Linked DNA regions of Anser cygnoides: region 2 is linked to region 1. A link is a contact called in public Hi-C data. All regions are on one chromosome and are shown on one strand. Each heading gives the region's core, a stretch centred on a gene start, on an enhancer-like site or on the middle of the called end of the contact. The rest is flanking DNA. Distances are from core to core; before and after follow the strand shown. Region 1 has its middle 100 kb from the start of XIRP1. Region 2 holds the start of GORASP1 (golgi reassembly stacking protein 1).

Evidence for each region. A called contact is a pair of places that touch in the nucleus more often than the background predicts.
Region 2: a Hi-C map of liver shows a contact between it and region 1, with 8 times the contacts expected there. The contact joins the promoter of GORASP1 here to the enhancer-like site in region 1. A contact is called at or near these places in 2 of 7 Hi-C or Micro-C datasets (both in liver).

Annotation. Positions count from the first base shown.
Region 1 is chr2:5,908,584-5,913,672 of Taihu_goose_T2T_genome, reverse strand. No RefSeq gene overlaps it. Among named protein-coding and RNA genes, the nearest start is that of XIRP1, 100 kb to the right of the region's middle. Within about 2 kb of position 2,117, at least 3 of the 3 cell types and tissues checked have open chromatin away from gene starts, as enhancers often do. A contact at or near this core is called in liver, where this site is marked.
Region 2 is chr2:6,107,382-6,111,901 of Taihu_goose_T2T_genome, reverse strand. GORASP1 (golgi reassembly stacking protein 1) reads right to left here and starts at 1,788. Exons shown (of 9, transcript XM_048062393.2): 1 at 1,562-1,788. The coding sequence starts at 1,624. LOC106036814 (a long non-coding RNA gene) reads left to right here and starts at 2,605. Exons shown (of 3, transcript XR_010829044.1): 1 at 2,605-2,716; 2 at 3,424-3,557.

The DNA.
Region 1 (5,089 bases), core at 868-3,367:
AGAAGAGCAGCCCCACAGGCTCAGAGAGCCCGAAGTGATCTCTGCAAGGCACTCACCTCCTTTCGCCAGACTTCATGGCTTCAACCACAAATACTTGCTGCAATGTGGGAATTGCAGCTCTCACCTGTGGTGCAACCAAGGCACTTTTCAAGCCCTGGTCCTGCTCCATCGCAGGGACACATTAAGGCACAGATCAGCTGGGAGTTGAGTTTGGACTGTCTTTGAAAGGTGAAGATTCATCCTGAGTAATTAATGTTGCTTTGAGGGCAGATGTCTGATGAAACCAATTTCCACAGTAGGCAGTTTGGTCCAAACTGAGACACGCAAGTTTTAACAAATGGATGGCAAAGTGGCTGCTCCCTGTCTCCCCGGGCTGGATGCTGAGGAGTTGGGTACCAGACTCCCACAATCTAGGTGCTATCCTGCCACTGGGGGGGACAAGAAGTCCCTAAACGTTGCTCACTAAAAGCTCAGAGGAACTTTTTGTGGGAGGAGTGGTGCATATGTTCCATTTCTCATAGCTTTCTTGAAGTTACCAGCCATGCCACGACAGGGTGTTACATGCCCAGAGAGATCCAACGTGGTAATTCGCATGGCCTTTTGTTCACAGAAGCCTGTGAGCCATGCATGTGAGAGCTCACCCGCTTTGGAATACTTCTTACCACTGGGCTGGGAACAAGAAAGCCCAAAGAGTCTCCCAGCTCCTCAGTTCTCGTCCTCCCAGGCACCCAGGAAACGATATTAGAAATAATGAGCTCATCTTTTGGGTGACCTCAAATATTTCACTGTTGAATATCAGGTAATCCTCTGATGGGTGTCCCACCTGCCTCCCAAAATACATCCCCCAGATGCTTGCACATCTGGGGAGCAATGTCCACCTTCAGCATCCACATGGATCCCATTTCCCTCACCCTTCTGTCAGCAGAATGGCAACAGGTTGGGAGCAGTAAGGCCAAGGAACGTGACAGCTCTTGATCTGAGCTGCAACAAGTAAATCTTGGACAGCTCTGGGGTTGACCTCACTGTAAGCTGGATGCATAAAAAGTACTGAGATGGATGAGGGCAAATTTAAAGCTCAACTTGTCAAAACTAGGCACCCAACTAACTCAGCTGCATGCAGAAAGCATCGAGGTGATGGTTTTTGTTATTTCAACCCATATTGGTTATTTTTTGTCCCACTTCTCTATTAAGTGCCACACCCCCGTCAAAGTCTGCTGAGTCTTATTTATTATTTCATAGGACAAATTCACAGTTTTTGGACCAAGTGATCATGTAGAGGAAAGGGCAGGGTCACAGAGGGACTTTGCTGTATCAGAAGACTCTTAGAAATCACTCCTTGAGCTGATTTTCCCAAAACTACCTTGATATCTCTTTGAAGAGGTGAACCAGCAGGATATTTCTTACAGTGTTTCCTTATTCATGGTCTGGGGGCCTGAATAATATCAGGGAGACTCCAGGGCCTCACCTGGAAATATGTCTTTTTTTTTTTTTTTTAACCCTGTTATATATTCCAGCATCATCCCCCTTGGAGGATGAGAACTGCCACAATTTTCTCACATATCATCATGTCATTATGCCACACTAAGAGCCTGGACCATAACTGTAAGTCCTCTGCTGGGAATTGCCTCAAATCCTGTTTTCTGCAGAAGTGATGCAGGAGGAAGCAAGGATGCCCAGTGTTAAATGTAGGCTATGGGAGGCTCCCATGTGAGAACAGACTGAAAGGATTTGGGTTCTTCCTCTGAAATGAAAGATTTCTGTGAGAATATGATATTAGAGCTTGTAAAACCGTGAATAGGGAGGGAAAGATGTATATTGAACAATTATACCCAGGACTACTTGGAAAATTTGCAATTAAGCACATTTTAGACATAAAATGAAATGTTTTCCCAAGTGCATGGAATTCACCCTTGGAACTCATCGCCAAGACTCTCAGCAGAAATTCAGATCTTTAGGGGGGGTATATCAATTAACATCTACTGATCACCATCTTCATGAGTCCTAAACCGCTGGCAACAGCAAAGGAGGGCTTTGGGGACAGCCTGGGGACAGGACATGGTGGCCTCTGCCGGCTTCACCGCCACCCCAGCGAGGTACGCCGTGCTAGCTGCAGCTCACTGTGTACTTTTGCGAGGATCCCTGGAGCAGCAGAAGTTGGTACTAAAGTTCAGCTGTAACAGGAGCTTTGTTTAGCGGTGCTGGGACCAGAAGGTCAGCAGCAGCTGCTCTGCCAGGCTTTAACGCTTTGTTCACCTCCGCGCGCTCGCCCGTGCAGAATTTCCTGTTCCCTGGGCAGTGCAAGGAAGAACCTTCTGTTATTTTGTTAGCCCTATTATTCACCAACTTTTAACGCCGAAATGCCGACCCGCGTGCGGCTCCGTTGTGCTGTAAGACAGCAGCCAGCAGCAGTTCCTCGCTGCTTTTTCCCAAGCAACCAGGAAATTTCACAGCTTGTATTTTTGCAAAGTGCTGTTCAAATGATGGCAGCTCTTGAGAGCCACGGGGATGCACCACTGTCAGGATATTTAAATCAGGGCAAACTTCAAGTACCAGAATAAAGGTTCACATTGCAGGAGATAAGTGTAGCTATGCAGAGCACTCAGCTGCTATTTTGCAGCCCAGATCCCACCTAATTTTTTTTTCTTTTTGAGAAACTGCAGGGCAGAGGAGTTCATGTGTTAACCTGGCAGAAACTGGGGAGAGCTCAGAGGTGATTACAAATGAACAGACAGCCCTCTAGGAGGCCATTTTGCGAGGTGGTTTGAGCACATGATGGACAGCAAGGTCCTCCCTGACTTCCAGCCCCGATTCAGGGCACGATCCTGGCTGCAGATGCCAGCAGGGTGGGCACGAGTCCCTTTTCCAGTCCTGAGGACGTGTGGTGCAGGAGCACCGCTTGCGTCTATGCCACTGATGTCATCTATGCCACAGATGTCTTGTCCTTCAAAACAGACGTGTGACCATGTCCCTGTGACAACTCCCACACTGTGCCTGGGCATCACCTGGGAAATGCCAGCACATCCGTGCTGTGCTCACTGCCTAATAGTACAGACACCCTTGTGCTGCTGGGGGGGACCTTTATATTTCACCATTGAGTTGAGGTGGTGCACGTACCCTCTGGCTGCTCTCAAACCCAAATTTCTCCTCCCAGCCTGGTAGCACACGTGTTTCCAGCAGCTCCTGAGAGGCCAACCCAGCCCTGCTCCAACACACGTGCCAAAGCCTCTGTAGTTCTGATCCCCCCTGGCAGAGACATCCCCGAGTGTGGCAGCACGCCACGTCCTGTGCGTACAGCCAAGGCATCTCGGAGGAGATAAAACTACAGCAAACCCCAGTGGCTCCCCGTGCTTTTACCCACCCAGCCAGGCCATCACCACGTGTCTCCCCCCGCTGAGCTGCCCTCCAGGTCATCCTGTCTCATATCACAGCTCTCCAGCAGCCCCTGCCTGATGGCTCAGCAACAGCCCCAGGAGTTACAGTCCTAAATTATACTGCTTTGTTACGGTTATAGTCTTTTATTCTCCAGGCTCTTCTCTGAACAGCCGTGACACTTTGACCAGAAACCTCAAAGGACTCCAGCTACTTAGAATTTGCCTCTCCTCTTCACTAGGGTTTGCTGGTGTGAGACTTCCCTGTGGATTTGCTGTTTATTCTTCCCACAGCACCTTATCAAGCTGGATCAGCATGTTCAGATGAGAGCATTGTAATGTTGGCTACGTCACATCCAGGGTTCCTCAAATCCCAGCTCGGCACTACTCACTGCCATCTCCTGTGTCAGGTCTTGGACCTCTGTGCTATTTTGTAAAGTGCTGGAGGACTCTTTGTGCTGTTTCATAATTGGATCATAGCAATCTTTGGCAGAGTTGACCCTTTACTTTGAAGGTGATACCTGATGATATCCCACAGGGGCTTGTGGATTATGGGCCATGCTTACCTGGTATCATGCAAAGACTCCTTCTGCAGATCACCAGTCCTCCTACTTACAATTACATGAGAGAAAAGCCCTTCCTGTGCATGGATGTTTTGGCAGCTTTATTTCTATCTAGATTCCTATGAAGAAAATTTATCAGACCAGCCTTCCCCAAATCAATATATTAGAAGAAATAGGTGCAGTAAAGCTGGATAACAGGGGAACAGCAACCTACCAACCTGGAGATGCTCAAGTAACATGACACAGCCATGGGCACGTGGTCCATACTTGCCTGTACCACAGCAAGTCTCCATCTGCACGCAACCAAACGGAAGGAAAAAGCCTTTTATAGCTGTTTAGTAGCTGCTCGTCTTGCTGAGGCCACAAAGGGGGAAGCTGGATCATGCGATGAATTACGAAGGTGCCTCCTTCACCAGCTCCACCATGAGCAGCTGTGGCCATGGGAGTTCAAGCTCCCATGGCTCTGATGCTCCACAACACACCAGACCAAATTACCTGCCGAGGTGAATGGAGCTCAGCTCCACAGAATCACGCCGGGAGCCAGTCTTGTCGTATCATCCACAGAGGGCAGCGGGAGAAGGCAGATACTCTTATCTGATCTGAACCAGACTGCACATCTCTGGCAATCCCTGTGGTAATGTATAATCTTGGGCCAAGCCAGGAAACCCAATCCCGTGCTGGTACCTCCAGCTGTTACTGCGCTCCATCATAAAACCTGCTTCGTGCACCTGCTTGTATAATCCACTTCCAAAGGGGAAACAGCCTTCCTGGCCATCCCCAGAAATCAGTTTTGTTCTGCCAAATGAACCTTGAAAGACTTTGTAGTTTTAGCTAATATGGTTAGCATTGGCTTCCTTCTTCTGTAGGTTTGTTAGCATGCTTCCTGCACTGAAAGTATGATTTTTGAGCCTTTGAAGTGTCTTCTCCTTCACTGTTCAGTGGCTGGTAAATCCACAGTCCACAAGAAGATGCAGATATGCCTTTCTGCATGGGCACTCAAGGTAACCACGACAGTCTTGTAACACTCTGAGCTGGAATAGGAATATAGCCAGGACTGGACACAAGGACCTTTTTCTCTCTCTAATCATTCTCTAGGAACAGACAAGGAGAAACAGCCATCATTTGAAAAAGCAAGAGTGACCTTTCAAGAAAACTTCA
Region 2 (4,520 bases), core at 539-3,038, 200 kb before region 1:
AGAGCCCCCAGTTAAAGTGCTATTTTTTCATAAACACAACTTCAAGCACATTAGAATAGGAACACTTAGAAGAGTATGCTACAAATGCATGGCTAACAGAACTTGATATACGCAGAGTATATCTTTTAGAAGCATAGCAGCAAAGCAACTTAATGCTAAGGGAACCATTGCAAACATCCTAACGCTGCTTTACTGTTCGTGAACACCAAAGTACAGCCCGTAACCTGCAATATATTTGAGTCCTGAAAGCCATCCCGTGCTTTCAGTGGCTAAGTTATAACCCACACATCATCTAAAATAAGAAGTTCAGAAGTTTCATTTACAAAGTTACAACTGCTACATTTTATAATTGGTCTCGTGCTACATCGTAAACCGTTTCACTATTAAATAGATAAAGCCGCATCTGTATTGGGGCTATTCCTCGCATAGCTGTCTATGTGGGTTAAAAAAAAAAAAAGTATTAGCATAGTTACTTCAGCAGAAACTTTAAAAGCGAAAATTCATGCTTTATTATCAAATAGTCAAGACAAGTGATGTTAACCACAATGGGTGAAGGAAGCATCAACTCTCACCACAACCATAAAGGGCATCAGTAGCAAATTGCCACATTACACTGAACCAAGCTACAAGGTTAAAAAAAAAAAAAAAAAAGTTCTGTCTGCACTCCAATTCTAAATAACATGCAAAAAGCTTTACAATGAAACTATCATATACCACAATGCCAAAGATTAAAATGTACACAAGAAGTCGTGGAAGTTATTACAGAGCTCGCGACACCTGTTCAGATGTCTGAGAGCCACGCAGATTCTCGTATGGAGCTGGGAGTTGCAAAAAAGCCTGCAGTGTTTTTGAAAACTAAATGACACCCTGGCAAAATTTGCATGAAATCCCTGGAGGAAAACCAAAACAAAACAAAACAACAAAAAAAAAAAAGGAGAAAGAAAAAGTAAAAAAAGAAAAAACAGACTGCCTCTTGCACACCATAGGTCACAAAATTCAACAATCATCGCTCAGTCAACAGACAACTAAGCAATATCGTGTATTTAACAGAAAAATGGGGGGAACATTTCGTGACCGATGGTCTTTTCTGACAGAGCTAAGTCAATGAAAGAGGCTGACAAAAGCAGAAGAAGGGAGCATACCGGTACCCCGAACACATCTTGCAACTCCGGGAAGCACAAACTGCTGATGGAGTGGGAAGCAGCACGTTTCTGCTGCTGTTTGGGGAAGAACAGCAGCGGCGCAAGGCAAGGACGGCTCATTTTGTCTTATTAAACAGCTGTTAACACGGCAGAGGCTACAGCAAACCCGCCGCCACACGTCCGGCCTGCGAGGAGCGGCCCCGGGTGCAGGGAACCCGGCGGGGAGCGAGGTAACGCTGCCGGTGAAGGAGCCCCGGAGCCTGTCAAAAAGTTTTGGGGCTCCCCAGTGGAAGCCGCCGGGCTGGGGGACCCCAGGACCTGCCGGCAGCCGCCGCTCCTCCCCTGCCGCCGTGGCGGCCGCCGACATGCCGCTCCCTCCCGGCCATCCCCCCTCATCCCCTCGGCCGCCGCCCCCTCACCCCGTGGACGTGGAAGCCCTCGGCGCCGCCGTCGGGGACCTCGGAGCTCGAGCCCAGCCCCATGCCCACCAGGACGGGCGGCGGCTCAAGAGTTGGCGGCGGGGAGCATCGCCCGGCCCCGCGGAGGCCTCGACGAGTGGGCGGCGGGGAGAGGCGGGCGGGCGGTGTGGGGCGGGACCGCCCCGCGCTAGGCTAGCGCCGCCGCTTCCCGCCCGGCCGCCATTTTGTTGGGGGCGGGCAGCGGCCGCGCCATGACGGGGCTGGGCTGGGGCTGGGCTGGGGCTCCCCGCCGCTGAGGGAGGAGCCCCGTGAGGGAGGGAGGGAAGGCAGGGATGGATTTGATTTTTATTCATTTATTTGTCTTTTTCTTCACGTACACTCGTAAATCTCTGAGAAATATAGTTGTCTGTTCTTCTCATTCTGACGGCTTTTTCGAAGTGATGCTCCTGTTCATAGAATCATTAAAGTTGGAAAAGCCCTCCAAGATCATCTGGTCCAACCATCCCCCTACCACCAATGTTACCCACTGAACCATGTCCCTAAGCACCAGGACCAACCTCTCTTTGAACACCCCCAGAATGGTGATGCCACCACCTCCCTGGGCAACCCGTTCCAATGTCTGACTGCTCTTTCTGAGAATGTTACAGTCAATAATGACATCATTATTTTTCATAGGACCACAGAATGTTTTGGGTTGGAAGGGACCTTAAGGATCACCCAGTGCCACCCCCTGCCATGGGCAGGGACCCCTCCCACCAGCCCAGGCTGCCCCCAGCCCCATCCAGCCTGGCCTTGGGCACTGCCAGGGATGGGGCAGCCACAGCTCCTCTGGGCAGCCTGGGACAGGGCCTCACTGCCCTCTGAGTAAAGAATTTCCTCCTTACATCTAATTAAATCTAAATCTCCCCACTTCTAGTTCAAAACCATTGCCCCTTCTCCTATCACTACGCTGATAATGTGTTTTACCAACACACACTTTACACATTTCAAAAGAGAAAGTGTTTCTGTTCTGTTCCTCCCTGTAGGCATATATTATCTACTATGCTCAAGAAATGTATTTCCACTAGCTGAGGCAATTTGCAGACTTGGAACTGAAGAAGCAAATCAATGATCCAGTGCTGCTGATTTTCAAGGCCTATGGAGCCTTGTGTTTAGGTAATTATTAAGAAGTGGTGATATTTCCCTTCCCCTTGAAATTTCATATCTGTTCCACTCTGCTTTACTAAGGATGAATTCTTCTGATTCTGCCTTTTAGTCTTAATCTTCAGTAACAGAAGAGTTCTGAAAGTTTTCAGAGTAATAGTAGTAATTTGAAGCAATACTATATTAATATAGTTAAAGTGTCAGCTATATTTCCTCCATGAGTACTTTCATTTCAGTATAAAAGCATCCATTTTGGTTAAACTAATTGGTACTTACTGCTTGAACCTCTGAGATGTCATTTTTCCAAAGGATCTATCCACATTATTCCTGTGGTTCAAGTGCGATGCATAAAGACAGAGCAATAAAAAAGCTGTTTCCTCCATCCCTTGCCTTTTCTTCCAAGTGAAGCTCTTAAATTCCCCATCACTTCAATAGCTATTTATGTTCAAAAGCCATACATACTGGCTTATCCTGACCAGGATATTCTTAGGAGCCTTTTTAAGGTCACTTTTTCCTCTGTAATTTCCAATGTGGGATTGCAGATCTGTGCATTATATTCATTGAGCATGTGGTAGAAGTGCATGCAAATATTCAGAAAAAAATAAATTTGTCTTAAACATTTTTTCTGTGTTTCCTGCTACACACCTACACACATTTGGGAACCTTATTACACAACTATATCTTTTCTTAAATTTTGTTCAAAATGTCTTTTGTAACAGATGGGCCAATGAAACACTGTGGAGTTAGCCATATAATTGTATTTCTACAAATATTAGAAATAAATATTTCTTCAAACATACCAAAAACGGATGCCAGAGTCTGTAGCACACCTACTAACCAACCATAATAAAAAGTAAGTCTAGTGGGTACCTGAGTGTTACATTCTTGGGAAGGGTCAACATGCCTTTGATAAAGGGATGTACTGTCTGGCAGAACTACTGGAGTTCCCAAAGGGGTTAACAAACATACAGGAAAGAGTGATCTGGTTGTTTAGATTTCCAAAAGTCCCTCATAAAAACCTTATCAAGGGCTTTTAAGGAAACTAAGCAACCATACCATAAGGTATCTAAACTGAAGATAAGAGAGAATGATCACTTCATGGAAAGATCATCTGTGAGGTACGGCAAGAACTAGACCCTAATTTTCTTCATATTCCCCAAAGTTTGGAAAAAGGGAATAGCAGGAAACGGCAAATTATACTGATATCATGGAATTATTCAGAACAGTAAAAAAAAGGAGCAATTCCAGAATTACAGAAAGATCTTAGACTATAAGCAATATCGACTATGTAGGCAATAAAGCCTCAGGTATAATTAAGTGTAGATAAACATAAAATTATCCATATGGCAAAAAATCCTGACCAATTTGATGTGTGAAATGGTGGCCTCTGAGCTGTTCAACAGCAGCCTGAATTGAGACCTAGAGTTTAAAAAGTGTCATTTCAGAAATCAGTAATAACCAAAAAGCAAATCCATTGAGAACTATGAAGAAAATAAATGGAGAATGATAAAGAGGACATTGTTGAATTACCATATGAAGTCATAGTTTTCTCACATCTTCCCATTAAAAAAAAAAAAAAAAAAAGTAGAAATGAAAGTGGGCTTTAAGTATAATTAAAGGTATCACTAGTTGCTCCTAGGTGTGATTAAGTAAACCAGGGCTTCTTCATTCAGATGAGAAACAACTGAAGAGAGGATGTACTACAAAGTAATTTGCAGAACAGAGAGCATAGTCAGGAGTTGGGTGTTTGCTCTCTTTCAGTTTAATAACAAAGGAACTGTTGAAACAGTGAGGGCACAGGTTCAAAGCAAGCTAA